Linked DNA regions of Mus musculus: regions 1, 2, 3 and 4 are each linked to region 5. The links are chromatin contacts, called in public HiChIP or PLAC-seq and promoter capture Hi-C maps. All regions are on one chromosome and are shown on one strand. Each heading gives the region's core, a stretch centred on a gene start, on an enhancer-like site or on the middle of the called end of the contact. The rest is flanking DNA. Distances are from core to core; before and after follow the strand shown. Region 1 overlaps Sptbn1 (spectrin beta, non-erythrocytic 1). Region 2 holds the start of Psme4 (proteasome (prosome, macropain) activator subunit 4). Region 3 holds the start of Eml6 (echinoderm microtubule associated protein like 6). Region 4 holds the start of Erlec1 (endoplasmic reticulum lectin 1). Region 5 holds the start of 4930505A04Rik (RIKEN cDNA 4930505A04 gene).

Region 1 (3,410 bases), core at 741-3,240, 340 kb after region 5:
GAGCGACTAATGGATTATCCTTGGGCTAGGCTGTGTGTGTGTGTTATGTTTGTCTGTCAAACTTTTAATTTTACCCGCTTCATAAATTATTTTGTGGAATGGAAATACAGTGAAACAGTCCTTGTAATTTCTTTGTTAATATGTAATGTCATTTTGGATTTTTTTTTCCTCTTTTAAAACAAGGAGTATGTTTTGGCTCATACTGAAATGCCCACCACCCTGGAAGGAGCTGAAGCAGCCATTAAAAAGCAGGAGGACTTCATGACCACCATGGATGCCAACGAGGAGAAGATCAATGCTGTTGTGGAGACTGGCCGAAGACTGGTGAGCGATGGGAACATCAACTCCGACCGCATCCAGGAGAAGGTGGACTCTATTGACGACAGGTACAGCATTTTTGAATGTTGGAATTGAACTATACTCTGGACTGTTAAACTTCCAGCCACTAACGCAGAGTCCTTGGGACTGTGGGTTTGAGCTTCCCAGAGAGCAATCTATAGGTATTTATCAGAATTGCATCAACTCATCCAACAAGTGAGTGCCTGGTACGTGGCTCCCTTAGTTTGATTCTTGTGAAGTGTTTATAGATGTCCTCAAAAGAAGGCCTCGAAGCCCGTCCTCCATAAGCTGTACTCTTGCAGAATTCTCATGGTGGCTCACTTGAGGGGACCTTGAAAGCCAGAGTTTTCCTGGCCCAGGCCATATTCTCCTTCATCCATGTGACATTCTTCAGGCACCTGTAAGGAGAAAGGAAAGAAGGAAGGTGAGACTTGCTTGTCCTGAGCACTGAAGAAAGCTATGGAGAGACAGCATCTGCCCTTTATTAAAAAATGGACATAGCTGGTGCTGTCATATGCTCTACCTGCACACCCTAAGATGATAGAAAAAGATATTTTCTCCTAGTCTAGGGCATTCTCCAGGATTAGACAGTTGGGCATCATCTCTTCTTCTTCCTCTTCTCTCCTAAAAGCTTGTCTCCCTAGTTTTTAAAGGTCTGTGTTTTCTGTATCTGAGTCCTGCCCTGTACTGGTTAAAGTACAGAGGAGGCCTGAGCAGTCCAGTGTTGAGCTGCACTGATGAGAGTCATTGTGGGCTGCTCATGTAGACAGTCATTAGCCTCTGTTGTAACAGTTACCTTTTGCCTGCAGTTTAGACTGAATTTAAGGTCTTCATGAGAGTGATATCAGGGCTTTTCATCTGTCTTTATGCAGTTCAAAGAGCTGCTTACTGCCACAGTGTCTTGCTTTCAGCATCCCAAAGGGTCTCCTGGGAATTCTACTCAAAAATAAGACAAGGTACAGAGGGGAGTTGCCTTCATTCCCAGTTCCAATTTTCTTGCACTTTAGTTGGAGCTTGTATATGTTCTAAGGGTACACCTATAAGATACAATATAACTTTTACTATAGTTGTGTGTGTGTGATGCTTTGAAGAATAAACAAAAGTTCTATCAAAATCTTAAGTGAATGTGAGAACCAAAGATCCTCCAGTTCCTAATATTTAAGAAAAAGAAAAGAAAAGAATTCCTTCTTTTCTAATGTCAGGTCTCCTTTTGTGAGTGTAATATGCCGTGTTCCTCTGCATGAGGTGCAGATGCTGGGTCCCTAAGGCAGAAGTAGCTCTTAGACATGTGCATTTGGACAAACATGCTGCTAGCTTTCTACCTCCATAGCTTATTTATATGTTGCACTGTGCTGCAGCTGTACAGGGCTGTTGGAAGCCGGTGACTCTGGAGACAGCTAGCTGCTGCACTTCAGGGCTTCCTTAGGATAGCTCAGGGTTGTTCTTGTTTTTCAGGAAAGCATTTCTGTTTGTCCTTGGTTATCCTGGAACTCGCTCTGTAGATTGGCCTCAAACTCAGAGATCTCTTCTGCCTCTGCCTCTCTGCTTCTCTCTCTGCCTCTCTGCTTCTCTCTCTGCCTCTCTGCTTCTCTCTCTGCCTCTCTCCCTCTGCCTCTGTACTGAGATTATCTCTGAGTCTACAGAACAAGCTCCAGGATAGCCAGGGCTCCACAGAGAAACCCTGTGGGGGGAAGGAGGTATGTACCACCACACCCAGCAAGGATTTCTCAATTTAAAAATGAAGTAGAAAAAAAAATGAAGTAGAAAGAACATTCTTTACTATTGCTAAACAAAAAATGGGAGGAGAGGGCTCCCTTGTTGACTCCACATCCATCTGTTTTTTTAACAGCTGACATAAACACGAGTCTAGTATCACTTCATTATCCCTAAAGGCCCCTGGATTTAAAACCAAAGAAAAAGGATTTTTGTAGACAGACCTGGGAGTTCCAGAGGCTGTAGAGATGCAAGATAATTAAATATCTAAACCTTCAGGTCTATTTTCTTGCTCAAAGGCACTTCCACAAAGCCTTCTTATGGAATGTAAAGTATGCTGAGAAAATATGGGTGCAGGTGACATCAGAGCCCCAAACCTTCCCTGAGGGTCTGAAAATGGGAGGGAGGCTTCTGCGCAAAGGGAAGGTTGCAGCATTGTCCAGACACAGGGTAGTGCAGCATGAACCTCTATCCAGCTTGATACAAAAATCCCTCTGTTGTAGTCAGGGTCTCAATCACTGTGATAAAATTCCATAACCAAAAGCAACTTGGAGAGGAAATGGTTTATTCTCAGCTTACAGCTTGTTGCCCATCTCCAGAGAAGTGGGGGGGCAAGGAGTCAAAACAGGACCTGGAGCCAAGCCATAGTGGAGTGCTGCTCACTAATTTGCTTCTCATGACTTGTCAGTCTGCTTTCCTATAGCACCCAGGAGCACCCACCCAGGGGTGTCACTGCCTGGACTGAGCTGGGCCCTCCCACATCAATCATCAATCAAGAATTTATACCACAAGCTTGTCCACAAGTAAATCTGATGGGGCATTTTTCTCAATTGATGTTATCTCTTTCCAAATGACTTAGCTAGCCTGTGTCAAGTTAACATAAAAACTAGCCAGCACACTTGACACCCTTTGGACTTGACACACAAACACACCATTTATTAAGCAATAGTCTCTCTTTCTTGTGGTCTTCAAAATGCCATGCTAATATTAATATGACAATATAAAGCAATCAAAAAATCCCACAGTCTTTAAGTCGAGCCTCTCTTATCTATATTCTCTTTGAAATACCCATTTTTATTTAATTTCAAAGTCTCTGTGAAAGTCCACGGACGTTCAACTATGACTTCTTTCATATAAAAAAATTCTTAGATGCTTTCTTAATTAAAGAAGGAAGAACCAGAGGTAGTTCCAGTGACCTCAAAGTCGTAGGAAGCTGAGTGTCAGACTTCTGAGACCCACTCAGGATTTGCTGGGTTTCAACAGGTCTTGCAGCCATCCACTGCACAACAGCTTGTCTCCTATGCTCAAGTCAGTGCCACGCCACACTGTTGCTGACCATGCTGGTGGTTCCCTGGTTA
Region 2 (3,073 bases), core at 6-2,505, 300 kb before region 5:
CTATAATTTGCGGCTAGTGCGTACGGAAAACAAAAGAACTAACCAACTCAAAACCACACAGTCTGGCCAACAAAGCCCGGGATCAACCTAACAGCGCTCTTCACTATTTGCCTTAGAATAAGCGAAGTCGTGACCGAGGAAATGTCACAACAGGAACATACACTTTTCCTAGAATTCTAAGACAACATTCTCAACGTCTACTCAATCCGAGAATGCGCTGACTGTCCATTTGAAACGAATCGTTTCAATTAAATCCAGGAAGCCAGAACAGCAACCCAGACCCCCAAGAAACATAGTAACACAGAAAAACACACCACACACACACACACACACACACAACCTCTTACTGTCCCTACTTCCTACGGTAAGAAGTGTAAAGTGGATCGACGAGGAAGGAAAAACAAAACAAAACAACAACAAAAACAAAAAACAAACAACAAACCCAAAAAAACCACAGAAGCAAGGACAGGAGTCGCTTCCCCAAAGACCGAAGCTCTCTATCCCGCAGCTCCAAGCGCAGAACCCCAGGGAGAACCAATGGGAGCCGCTCGTCCCTATGCCCGGGTACGCCTGTGGCTCCCCAGAGCCTGGCACGTCAAGAGAAAGGACCAGAACGCTGATCGTGAGAGGCGACCGACAGGACCCAGAAGTCCCACGGAAAGCAACGAGGAGACTGGGTCTCCCCGGACTCGGCCGCGCCCCTGGAATCCTGCACCAGGTCAGCGCCGTCTGGACAGAACAGAGTTGAGCAGCACCAGCAGCGCAGACAAAGAGCCCGGCCCGCCGACGGCTTCAGCCCACTTACGTGGAGAGTTTCCGCGTCCAGAAGAGGCCCCCGGGCCACAGCTCTTGGAGCTGCACGGCCCGGCCCAGGTTGCTCTTGATCTGTGCCAGCTGCAAGTCGGACTCGGCGTCCAGCCGCTCGGCATAGGGCAGAAGCTTGTTGTACACGATCTCCTTCTGCGGGACGAAGGCCCGCGGGCCCAGTACCGGCCGCCCGCCAGGCTCGGGGGGCTCCCCGCCGCCCGCCCGCTCCGGAGCCTCCATTAGCCCGGGGCCGCCCCCGGCCCGACCCCCGGCCCCGGCCCCCGCCCCGCTGCGGGCTCAGCCTCGTCCGCGTCGCCTCGCCCTCGGCCCGACCGCTGGGCCCCCCTCCCGCCCCGGCTGCCCGGCGCGCTGCTGGACCCCGCGCGGCACCCGGTTCGTTGGCGGTGGCAGCGGCTGCTCGGCCCGGACCCCTCCGGCTCTTCTGGTGACGCTGCAGCCGCAGCGCCGGGAGGTTCCGGACCGGCCTCAAGTCACTTCCGGGGCGGGGCCACGGAGGCGGGGAGGAGGTAACCTGGCTGCTTTCTTGCAGTCAGCCGAGTTTGGTGTCAGCGACTGGGGTTGCCACGCGAGGCTGCCGGCGAGAAACAAGAGACCCTACTCTGCTCCAGCAGGATCCAGAGACACGGAATCCGACTACCTCTCCACGCTCAGTATCCTCTCTTCTGGGCCAGTTTACGGAAGAGCAGCTTGTATCCCAGCCGGGGGCGGGAGTGTGGACAGCGAAGCAGTATGAGCACAAAGAGTTCTAGGCCAACCTCTGCTTCCTACTGGCAACAGGAGACACTATCTTTAAAAAAACGTGTATGGAAGAATCTGTATACACAATAGTACCCTGTGTTCCTCTGTCCTTTTACCCCCCACCTTTCTGATATTTCCCCGTCCACCCTCCAAAAAAGTTACTCAACAAATATACTTTGTGTGTCATCTTCTCATTTAAGGTCCCTATAGAAAGTTTAAGAACGCCTAGTTCTGCCCTTAAGGACGTAGAGGCCTTTCCTGGCAACAAACTAATAAATTACAAGATAATGCATTGGTAAATACTGGATAAGTACCGAGATACCTGGGAATTCTAAATGAAGGCATATCACCTTCATAGAAGTTATTTTTAAATTAATCTGTAAGGTTGATGGCAATGTTATTTCGATAAAGAAAGGAGGAAGAAATAATTATCAGCTGACAGAAAAGACTGAGGCTGCAAGCTTGCTTTCTGATAACTCAAGATTCAGGCTGGTTAAAGATTGCTTGCCAGAAGGGAGTGAATACATGTATTGAGACTAAGAAGTAAATGCTGGAGAATTGAGATTGATCTTAAAAATAACAAGAAATTTCTAAGAGAGGACATTGTAACATGCGCCTGTCATCCCAGCATTTGGAAACTCAAGAGCAGGAGGGTTGTAGCTTAAAGCCAACCTGAGCTAAACAAAAAAACGAAACAAAACAAACTAACTAACTAACTGAAAAAACAGACAAGGATTACCAGCTGGTCTATGAGTTCTACTAGTGGTTGGCCTCTTTCCTAAGCTGAGTTCCATCCCTAGATCTTCAAGAAAATATTTTACAAAAAAAGTCACCATCTCAAAAGAGAATGTCTAAAAAACAATAAGCCTAAGGGCAGCATAATAAAATTTACTTTTGTTTCTTTTAGTTTTTGTTTTTGGTTTTGTTTTTTTGTTTGTGGTTTTTTGTTTTGTTTTAGTTTTTTTGTTTTTGTTTTTGTTTTGAGACTGGATTTTACTCTGTAGCCATGGCTATTATGAAACTGCTATGTGTTAAGACCTGTGTCTAGCCACCCATTTTGTGCTGTTACTAATATTATAAGGAAACTTTCTCATGCCCGAGTTGATGGGGCATTCTGTGTTTTGGTGTTCTTGGAAACCAACCACAATATAAGTCAGTTAGAACTGCTTTGTATAGTTAGCAGCAATAACCTTGGACTGGAACCAACCACCAGACAGCACTTCTTGCACCTGTGTATGACCTTTTATGGTTTTTGCTTTTATAAGCTGCCCCTGGAATAGACCCCAACATAAAAGAGAGGCCTACACCAATAAAAGAAGCTATTTGGAATAAGACTTCCATTTTGAGTAGAGATTGAGTAAAGTTTAACTTCCCAAGACGGCCCAGGGAACTGACATCCTACTTGGCAGAAAGAGACATGTACATGGGTAACTAGCATCCTGGTTGGCAAGTTAAGACGTGAGTGTTGAAGTTAAGCAAGGCAAGTCCTCTATCACAGCTGAATACC
Region 3 (3,345 bases), core at 360-2,859, 450 kb after region 5:
CCATTTAAAATTTACTCTTTAAATAAATCTGTCTGTATTTTTGTACACCCTTTTATTTAATAAAAAAAGGCAGAGTGCTCTTTTATCTTTTTCAATTTATCTCAATTGTGCCTATATTTCATATTTCTTCCATGAAGCTTTTCCTTATTATTTCTGGAAGATGTTTTTGTCTTCTTATATATAATTTATTTCTCTACGAAATTCACCATCTCGATTTTTGCTCTCAACTTTGTTTCTGCTATGGTTTGACCATATTCCACAAAGTCCATATATTTAAAATTCAATTTTCTGATTTACATGTTAATGGTATTTGGAGATAAGGCTTCTGTGAGTTAGTCAGCATTAGATAAATCAATAAGTCAATGAGGTTGGGTCGACCATGACACTAATGGCTTTAAAAAGACACAGGAGTTAGCATTCTCGTTCTATCATGCTATGTGATGCCCTCTACCAGCATAGGATGTAGTTAAGCCCATCATCAGATGATGAGCGCAATGTTCTTGGTTTTCCTTGCCTCTAGAATCATCAACCAAACAACCAACCAACCAAACAAACAAACAAACAAAATTCTGCATAAATGATTAAAGGAATAGAAAGCAGACCAAGACATTTCAAGCCCCTCTAAGCCATGTTTTAATGTTTAGTAGTGTCCTTACTGTCTTAAAGAGAGAGCGAGAGAGAGACCTCCTCGAATTTGTTGACTCTGTTTTCTCAGAAAATATGAAGTGTATTCAATTTCTCTTCAACATTGTAGGCAACAGCTCACTACACTTAGGTGCTTATCTATAGCATTGCCTTTCCTACCAGGACAGCATCCTATTAAAACTCCACGTAGATAAAGAAACATCTTGAACACAGAAGAGTCAAAAGTATCAACCTTTCGTAGCTTCTTAGTCAAGTGGATTATAAAATCTGTTCTCAAAAGTTGGCTGCGGCCATAATCTGAAAATCAGAACGAATAAATTAGTTTATTCCAGGTAGTTTTAGAATAGCCACTGGCTTCTGTTTTTTACGGCCAAATTTATTGCATGGGCACAAGGCAGGTCACAGGAAGGCGCTTATTTCCCTACACATGACAGAGTGACCACACGCCACTGTATTTTTCTTAAACTTTGTAACACTGCACTTGGATAAATCAGAATCCTTTGGAATAATAGGGGAAACTGAAGTAGGAAACAGCGTTAGTCAAGTGCTGCAACAAGGAAAGAGATGGGCTACAGCAATCCTCTGGGACTGGCGCAAGTGAAAGTCCTGAGGAAAGCCCCTGAATTTTTTTCCACGTCATCTTTTCTGCTTTCAGCACAGACGCGCATGCCGCTGGCCTGGGTCACCATGGAACACCAACGCCATTCTGGGTGAGTTGCTGGGTCCGATAGGAGAAACGCAGACTTCCCTGGCACCGGTACTAAGGCCCTGCGGATGCATGGAATCCTGGGACTTGTAGTACACTAGAGGCGCTCGCCTCAGCAGCTGGTTTACAGAGGACTACGATTTCCAAGATGCATAGGGAACAGGCGGGCAAAGGGAGGTGAGGTTTCGGCCCTAGGAGGCGTCTGCGTTTCCGAACCGGCGCAATTTCGCCGCGTAACTCTTCCCTGCGCTGGCCCCGCCCCTGGAGCCAGGGAAGGAGGAAGAGCTGGTCCCCAGATCCCCGGTGACGAAACCTAACCCGGGAGCGCGGGGAGGGAGGGAGGGCAGGCAGAGGATTTCGCTGGCTGGTGCGAGATCCTGGACGCAAGGCCGGCAGCAGAGGTTAGAGGCGGAGAAAGCAGGGATGCTACGTGCGAGGCTGGTCCGGGTGGGAGTGCAGGAACTCGCTAGGACCGTAGAGCCTGAGCCAGGTGTACCTGGGGCTACCAACCCTCAGATCTGCAAAAGTGGGCGCCAGGTTGAGCATGGGGTGTCGCTGACACCCGGGCTCCACGGGAGACCCCGCCCCCCCTCCTGCCAACCTAAAGGCAAGATCCTAGAGCCCTTGGGTCTCATAGCTAGCTCAAATCTCCGTGGGGAGAGGAGCATGATTTTTTTTGACACTTTATTATTGTTGCTGTTATTTTATTATTTTTATTATTATTTTTCGATCGGGAGCATTTGTAGGTAGCCGGATTTCCTCCGATTCAGAGAAAAAAAAATTATGACACTTGCAATTGGAGTCTTTAATTAGGGGAGAGCTGTTAAGTATTTATTTGTTTTTATGATTTTCTCTGTGAAGAGAAGGCGCATAGAGGGTTTGGATTTTAAACACATATATGACAGCTAATTGGAACATCTAAAAGAATGACCATTGCATATTCACCCTGGCTTTATAGAGGAAACAGCAAGTGTTACTGCAAATTGGAGCAGCAACTACCGGCCAGAAGTGTTTAGGGAGTATTTCCTATAATTAAGGTGGATATGGAAGGAGAAATGTGGACAATCAAAAAAAAAAAAAACCAAAAATAAACAAACAAAAATCCCACAACTTGGTTTTAGTTTGGTAATTATTTTCTTGTGCTGGGTGACATGCAAAAATTCTTTCTCTTCCTCGTTCTCGCATCCTAGATATAGACTGTCAGTTTCGGATCCAAGGACGGTGATGGCAAAGCAGTAAACCGGAGTAACCGTCTGCCTGTCAGATCAGACCTGTCACAGAATAAATCCCACCGCCTGCTGCGAAGCCCCCCGCGCTCCTCAAACTTGGAGAACTGGTAATCCGTGTCTGGATATGCAGATCTCTGATTTTAAAGGCCGGGTGACCCCGGGGAGAACCTCTCCCGCCGCCCAAAGCCCGCAGGTGCAGTGAGGCGTGTGTGCGGGTACTGGTACCCTCGAGGCCCGCTTGACCCCGGGAGAAGGAGTCGGGGAGCCCAGCGGGGTCTTGCTGCTGTGCACCGGCGTCGGCGGCTCCTCTCCCGCAGCAGCAGATGATGGTGGCGGCCAGCGTGCTGGGCTGTGTCTGTGCGTCGCCGCGGAAATTGGCGCCCGGTGCTGTACCCTGAGCCCTTGCAGGTCCGTCGCAGCTCGAGCCTTGAAGAGGACAGAGTCGGCGCTCGGGGCACCCGGGGGTCGCGCGGTGTCGGCTTATCATGGCGGATCGGACAGCTCCCAGATGCCAGCTCCGGCTGGAGTGGGTGTACGGGTACCGGGGTCACCAGTGCCGCAACAACCTGTACTACACCGCCGGCAAGGAGGTGGTCTACTTTGTAGCTGGGGTAGGGGTGGTGTACAACACCCGAGAGCACAGCCAAAAATTCTTCCTGGGACACAACGACGACATTATCAGGTAAGGACCTCTGGGGTGGTGGGAAGGGATTGGATATGGAAGGGTGGGAATAACCGGGGTCATGTCCAAGAACCTTAGGGAAT
Region 4 (3,045 bases), core at 502-3,001, 480 kb before region 5:
CCAATGCCTGACACACATTAAACATTATGATGAGCTAATGCAATGAACAAAACATCAGTTCTAGAACAATATTGTTTTAATAGTGTGAGTCTTTACCTTAAAGAAAACTTACAAAGCTGAAAAACGGACTGCTCTTCCTGCTTTTTGATTTGGTTCAAATTTGAGTGTGGGGATATGACAGCCAGCCTTAATCTAGTGGCACTATGTTTTTACCCACTGAAAAATGAACTGCTCTATCTCAGTCATTAGAGTAGAAGTCCTCTGTGATGACTGACGAAACTTAACGTGGAGCCAGGCTTCCCTTAACTGGCCAATGAGTCTTTTGCTCTGGAATGCCTGGGAGATCCTAATGGATAGATAAGAATCAGACAATGGGGCTATAAAGCATTAAAGGCTGCTTGCCTTTTGTAAAACTTACTATCGCTTTGGGGAAGGGATAAAATGGTTTTTTTTTTTTTATTACTGTATAATGAGAAAGTAAGAAACAACTGAGAGAAGTGAGACAATTTTCCTGATCAGATGTAGACTCCATGGATATCAGTAATCCATGTAATTCAGATGTCCTCCTTAAAGCCCCACCTTAATTCACCTTTTGCATGGTGGGCTGTATTTGCTCTATGGCTCCCTTCCTTCTGCCAACAGTAAGAATAAGTTCATTTAGTCTAAATTTGAATTGAGTCTAAGTCTCTTCTCCCAGTGGATTTTAACACCACAACATGGGCAGTCCTTACCAAATGTTCTATGGCAAACACTGTAAAATTATTACACAGGAGATGAAAAAAAATGTGGACATTATTTTCTTTTTTCAAGAAGGGGACAAAAACCAAAACTTTCTGTCTATATTCAGTCTGCTGTAACTTGATTCATAACTTCACATTCACCTGGCTCTGGCCTTGACATAAACTTTCTGGACTTAAGTAAAATAACAACAGTCCAACACTTGAGTCAAGGGAGGGAAAACTTCTCCTGAAGTAAAAATGCAGGACTGTACGCGCCTAGCCACCCAACAAATCTATGCCAAAGTCGAAGGACGTGGCAGGTGTCACTGGGGGTGTCCCCAAACACACAGCATCTGAGACAGACGTGACAACAGTCGCCATCAAAAGAAACTAAGAGAAGCTTCTGGAGAGAAGATGGAGAGTGCAAATAGCAAAAGACTGGAGGGTAGGCAGCTCAGTCGGAACTGTAAGTTCTACTTCGACTCTGCACAGCTCGGTTCTCTACTTGCTTTCTGAGAGCGGGCCGCCGCCCACTCACCCCCAAATCCCGAGAGTCCCTAGCGGCTGGACTGAGCGCGCGGGCCAGGACTCACCTGGCCGGGCCGCTTCGTCCAAGCGCCGTCTCCAGACCCGTTCAACCGGCGTCAGTCCCGGGCCTCTGCGTTTGAGTCCAACCGCTAGGATGCTACAGCAGCAACGCAATGCAACGCGACCCAAGCGCGGGCTTCCGTAGGCCACCGACTCAACAACCCCGGATGTTGATGTGCTGCCTGCCCCGGAAGCGGTGGCCCCAAGCCCTTGTAAGGCGGAGGCGGCTTTGCCCAGCCGTCTGCAAGGAGACGTGGCGGCGGCGGTTGGGTCCCCTGCACTAAGGACGCTTTGTAGTACCTCCTCTTCTTCCTCCTCCTCCTCCTCCTCCTCCTCCTCCTCCTCCTCCTCCTCCTCCTCCTCCTCCTCCTCCTCCTCCTCCTCCTCCTCCTCCCCCTCCTCCTCCCCCTCCTCCTCCCCCCCTTCCTCCCCCTCCTCCTCCCCTCCTCCTGTTCTCCTCTGGTAGAGGAGGTTGTGACGGTGGCTGGAGGACGCGGCAATGGAGGAAGGAGACGGCGGCTTGCGGAGCCTGGTCCCCGGAGGGCCACTGTTGCTGGTTCTGTACGGTCTCCTGGAGGCGTCCGGCGGCGGCCGAGCGCTGCCCCAGCTCAGCGACGACATCCCCTTCCGAGTCAACTGGCCTGGTACCGAGTTCTCTCTGGTCAGTGCCCTCACGAGCCGCAGCCTTCTCCCCTCTTTCTGGCACGAAGCATTCGGGCCAGCCCTCGATTCCTTAGCTTTTTCTTCCAGAACCTTTTTTTCCCAAGCATTTATCGACCCCAAGCCTAAGTGTGTTCGTTCATTCATTAATTCGTTTAGCACACTAAGTGGATATGCCCTCCATACTAACTAGGAGATCAGCGGTCACTTCATCTCCCTCCTTTAAATCTCATTACGTTAGATCTGGCTTCTCTACAGCCCCACTCTGTGGAGGAAGTTTTAGAATTAACTAGCACATCACCCTACCCGCACAACCGTCCAACAGACAGGAGTCCCATCTCTATTCATTCTTTCTCTCCAACACACACTTAAAAACGACGTATACAGCTTCTGAGAATCTTTTCCCTTAAGGCATTTGAGAGGGCTATTTGGTTTGGAAGATATTAGTGAGCTTATATGCGGAATACTACTGGCCATGCAGAATAGACTAGAGGCTTGAATGTATTACCACTATTATTTAGGACTCTAGAACATGAGATTAAAAAGGATTTTATGATCGTTAATTAATGTGTATTGTGTAAAAAGGCAAGAATGAAAGAGCCAGTGGCTGTGAGGCTCCCAATGTGAGAACTGGGAACTGTACTCACCCCTCCGAGAAGAGTAATAATGTGTTTTTAATTTCTGTGGCATCTCTCCAGTCCTAGAATACGAGATTTTGGTGTATAATCTAACAAGAATGGAAATTCAGTTTTGAATGATTGTAGTGCTGAAATGTCTATCCATGTGTAACTACTACAGACAAATTTACCACACACCTAGATCTGGATTCCATTGCCAGCACCGCCAAAAAAGTAAACAAGTGCAAACTAGAACTTAAACAGATCCGCCTGCCACGGCCTCCTGAGGGCGGGGCTTAAAGGTGTGTGCCACAATGTATAGCCTCAATGTATGTATTAATTAGCATTTAAACTTCAATCTATTGCCTTACTAGTTTTCTTTTACAGCCCAAACTTTATCTTTTCTGTTAGATAGGACAACAGTATACAGTTTTTAATTTCCTCCTTATCATTTAAAGATG
Region 5 (3,509 bases), core at 57-2,556:
TATAGCTGGATCTCATGGAAGCATTTCAACTGAGGCTCCTCCCTGTCTAATGACTCTAGCTTACGTAAAGTTAACCACCAAGCCAGCCAGTTCACTAGGCATTTTCAGATTTTGTGAATGAAGAATTTTAGGCTCTGAGATACTAAATGTCTCCCTTATGTACAAGCTAGCAAGAGGTGAATCCACAAGGCAAACACCAGTTGCTCCCAGGGCCTATGTGCATAATCAGTTTGATGGTTAGGATTCAACTACGTTTCTCCCTGTGGATAGTGGGTCCAATGAATGCTTGGCTCAGCAAACATGCATGCCATCCCCTCCCTTCCTAGCTTTCTGGTTCTCCAAGCCATTTCCCTCATATTTGGTGACCCATAACTCCCTATTCAGAGACACATACAGTCCACACTCAAGTATGTAGGTTGCTGGATGTCAAATGTATCCACAATCTCTTCTCCCTAACAGGACTTTAGGACCTGAGTAAAAGGCCAGCCTCCACTACCCCACATCTGTCCCACGCGAATATAAATTTACAAAATGACTTTGGCTTCCCATGCTTATGCACATTCCTCATACACAGCAGAGTTCAGTTCAATAGAAACATCTCTAACCCCATTTCCTTTCCTATACAGAAAAACGGTTTAGTTATCACACGTGCCAAGGGCATTTGGCTCTGGTAGTGGAAACTGGAAAATGGAGTAAAAATTTCCAGGCTCAAGGTGCTAGATGATCGTCCAGGTCTTTTCCCTGGAGCTTGGGCTTTTGGAAAAGTGCAGCCATGCAAGCTGGGAGTCTGCCTAAACCTGCAGTCTCCTGAACCCTCGCTCAGACAGGGCAGATGCACAAACTACAGGTAGCCTCATTTGCAGAGCAGCGTTCCTTTGTTCTATTTTAAAGCTTCAGATTCTGTCAAAAAGTGATAGCCAAGCTTCCCCATGAGAATCGGGACTTGCACAGCTCTGAAGTGCTCATGGAAAACAGGTTTCCACGGGCAGCGGGGGAGACCTGGAAGCCTTCCTTGCTCACTCCTCAAACCCAACAGGGCTGGCTCCCCACTAGGTTTTGGGCTGATTCCCCACTAGGTTTAGGGCTCTACAACTTCAAACTCACTGTCCAACCTAAGGCTGTAGTTAAAAACCAAGGGACTCTTTCCCTCCCGGATTGAAGCAAGCCACACCCAGCTGCGAAAGCCCAACAGAGCACACTTACTGCGCTTGCGCACAGTCCCCAGTCGCTTGTGTTTTTCTTCCTGAGCTCTCAGTCGCCTAGCAACGCTGGAGTCACAGTGGCAGCGCTCTGGAGCCCCTTTCTAGCAAGAATAGGTCAGTGTTCTCTCTTGACACTCCTAGCTGCCACGTGGCAGGCTGGAGGGGGCCATGGAGGGAGAGGAGAAGCAGCAGTAAGTGCCAGGGTTCAGCTTTCTATTTTCCCTTCTGAAAACCTTTTCTATTTCTTGCAAAAGATTAAGGGAGTGGCTCAGCACATAAGATCCAGGCCACATACATCCAATAGGTTTCCTCCCCTGCTTTCCAAGGTTTGAGTGATTACAGTATCTTTTTTTTTTTTTTTCCTAGTGCAGCGTTTACTGAGCTTTCTTGAAGCCATCATGAAATAATCACTCTTCATACCTCACATTTAACTCGTCAGCAAATTCTGTCGGCTCCAATGTTGAAATTATCCATACTCCACTGTTCATTGCTTCCTCTCTTGTCCTCACTCAGTCTCGAGTACCAGCTTCTCATGGATACAGCCATCGCTTTGCTTCCCTAGTCTCTGCAGCCTTTTCAACATGGCCTCTTTTTAAAAGGGGAAAAAATATGTTTTCCACAGGGTACATACAGTAAAGCCAAGGCTGCGCCTGCCGCACCACACCTGCTACGGCCCTCTAGATCACCCTGGCACCTGCATACAGCTAACTGGTTGAAACAAGTTCCTAAGAACAAGCCTCAAAGATTACTATTTGATACCTTTAGATGTGTTTGACTGATAATTTGGGAGACCATGCTTTATGTCTAAAGATGGACACATTTCTGATAAGAGTTTTGGCAGTTACAGTTGGTTCTGCTAGAATGTTCCTTCCTCAAATATCCTTAATTTGTACCCATCCCTCCCTTGCTTTTTTCAATTACCACCTTCACAAATACCCTGTCCCAAACGTAGCCTCTCCTCCCACATACCTACATGCCTCTTCCTCGCTGGAAATTGTCGTTATCATGTGGCACCATCTAATAGACTGTGTATGCCCCATTTCATTTCTTCTCTGCCTTCCCTAGAATGTAATCCCCGTGAAGACAGGAGTTTTCATCTGTTTCCCTGCTGTATCCTCAGAGCTTCATGTAGCACCTGGCATGTAGAGACCCGCTGAATGCATTAGCAGTGCTCTTTTTCTCACATCAGTTACAATAGCTATTGTTCTTTCATATAAATCAAGGAATGGAACCTTAGATATTAAGTGGCAGAGGTTCCAAGCCAAGCCTGACTGCTTTCTGTTTTGTTGCTACTGTTTGCATTGCTGATATAGAACCTAGGGTCTCAGGCACATTAGTGTTTTGTCTGTATAAGGTGTTTCATTGTACAAAGATGTTTCTACAGAATCAGGCATTTCGCATTTATTTATCTGTAGCCATCCACACCTTGAAATACAGAACCAAGTAAATGCATAAATGTGTAAACCAACACCTACAGTCCTTTCCTTCAAGGATCTGATACAGATGTGTTGGTGTTCAACCATGAGAAACAGATGGAGAAAGCAGAGACCAAGGAGTTCAGACCAGAAAGTTACAGCTTTTAAGTAAATACACAGATCTGAGAATATAATAGAAACATCTTAGAAGTTGCTTACACTTTTCTAGTAATCAGTTCTTCTAAATCCTTTGCAAAGCAGCAATTTTTGTTACAAATCAAGGAAATAAGATCACAAAGAATCTGAAAAATGTTTTTATGTGGAATGGAGTGAGGGTTAAGGGTGTACAGCTGAAGCAAAGGCAGAGTGGAAAAATAAGTCTAGGACATTCACCTGAAGTATATAAAGAGTACAACACAAAGCATTTACCTAAGCTGAACAGAATATGGGTGTCAGGCAAGCAGTGATCAGTGAACTAATAGTCACCACTGCATGGAACTTATATTGATCCATAAGGGTATTTCTGGTGCTTAGTAAAGACAAAGAGCTAGATAAATACAATTTGAGTTATAGTAAGAGCCACAAAAGAATGTACACGCCTAGAGCATCATGGGGAGGGGACTCTAGGAAGTATCTGGGAAATTTTTCAACTGATACCCAAGTGATGCTGGGGAGCTGGGAAAAACCAGTGGTGCTGGAGAAGGAAGAGCATGAGCAGGTGCCCTGAGGAGAAAAGAAGTGAAAACAGGGAAGACGCTTGAATGAGATTGAAGAGATTAGCTGCCTCAGTGCACACTCAATATAATCAGGAGACTAGGTTTTACTATAAGTGTAATGGAAAGCTATCCGAGATTGTTAACTGAAAGATTACAATAGAAATGATGGACTGGAT

Evidence for each region. Promoter capture Hi-C pulls out the DNA fragments that hold promoters and counts their contacts. HiChIP or PLAC-seq counts read pairs in DNA pulled down with a chosen protein or histone mark. Capture Hi-C pulls out chosen DNA fragments and counts their contacts.
Region 1: a contact with region 5 is called in a promoter capture Hi-C map of the 3T3-L1 cell line, with 2.9 times the contacts expected there. The contact joins the enhancer-like site here to the promoter of 4930505A04Rik in region 5. A contact is called at or near these places in 4 of 39 promoter capture datasets (the 3T3-L1 cell line, the C10 cell line, hippocampal neurons and 1 more), 1 of 484 Hi-C or Micro-C datasets (cerebral cortex) and 2 of 115 datasets of contacts at active chromatin or transcription factors (astrocytes and fibro-adipogenic progenitors).
Region 2: a contact with region 5 is called in an H3K4me3 HiChIP or PLAC-seq map of embryonic stem cells, with 6 times the contacts expected there. The contact joins the promoter of Psme4 here to the promoter of 4930505A04Rik in region 5. A contact is called at or near these places in 1 of 39 promoter capture datasets (cranial neural crest), 1 of 484 Hi-C or Micro-C datasets (olfactory sensory neurons), 2 of 115 datasets of contacts at active chromatin or transcription factors (embryonic stem cells and stem cell-derived neural progenitor cells) and 2 of 9 other capture datasets (adipose tissue and pancreatic islet).
Region 3: a promoter capture Hi-C map of liver shows a contact between it and region 5, with 2.6 times the contacts expected there. The contact joins the promoter of Eml6 here to the promoter of 4930505A04Rik in region 5. A contact is called at or near these places in 2 of 39 promoter capture datasets (cranial neural crest and frontonasal cranial neural crest), 1 of 484 Hi-C or Micro-C datasets (uterus) and 2 of 9 other capture datasets (adipose tissue and liver).
Region 4: a promoter capture Hi-C map of embryonic stem cells shows a contact between it and region 5. The contact joins the promoter of Erlec1 here to the promoter of 4930505A04Rik in region 5. A contact is called at or near these places in 2 of 39 promoter capture datasets (cranial neural crest and embryonic stem cells).

The regions. Positions count from the first base shown.
Region 1 is chr11:30,132,916-30,136,325 of GRCm38.p6, reverse strand. Sptbn1 (spectrin beta, non-erythrocytic 1) reads left to right here. Exons shown (of 35, transcript NM_175836.2): 16 at 184-386. Among named protein-coding and RNA genes, the nearest start is that of Sptbn1, 85 kb to the left of the region's middle. Within about 2 kb of position 1,990, at least 6 of the 459 cell types and tissues checked have an H3K27ac peak or open chromatin away from gene starts, as enhancers often do.
Region 2 is chr11:30,769,957-30,773,029 of GRCm38.p6, reverse strand. It overlaps Psme4 (proteasome (prosome, macropain) activator subunit 4), which reads right to left and starts at 1,255. Exons shown (of 47, transcript NM_134013.3): 1 at 806-1,255. The coding sequence starts at 1,047.
Region 3 is chr11:30,024,297-30,027,641 of GRCm38.p6, reverse strand. It overlaps Eml6 (echinoderm microtubule associated protein like 6), which reads left to right and starts at 1,609. Exons shown (of 42, transcript NM_146016.2): 1 at 1,609-1,752; 2 at 2,542-3,262. The coding sequence starts at 3,066.
Region 4 is chr11:30,952,837-30,955,881 of GRCm38.p6, reverse strand. It overlaps Erlec1 (endoplasmic reticulum lectin 1), which reads left to right and starts at 1,751. Exons shown (of 14, transcript NM_025745.3): 1 at 1,751-1,968. The coding sequence starts at 1,807. Asb3 (ankyrin repeat and SOCS box-containing 3) reads right to left here and starts at 1,484. Exons shown (of 10, transcript NM_023906.3): 1 at 1,313-1,484.
Region 5 is chr11:30,469,626-30,473,134 of GRCm38.p6, reverse strand. 4930505A04Rik (RIKEN cDNA 4930505A04 gene) reads left to right here and starts at 1,306. Exons shown (of 5, transcript NM_001100394.1): 1 at 1,306-1,393. The coding sequence starts at 1,371.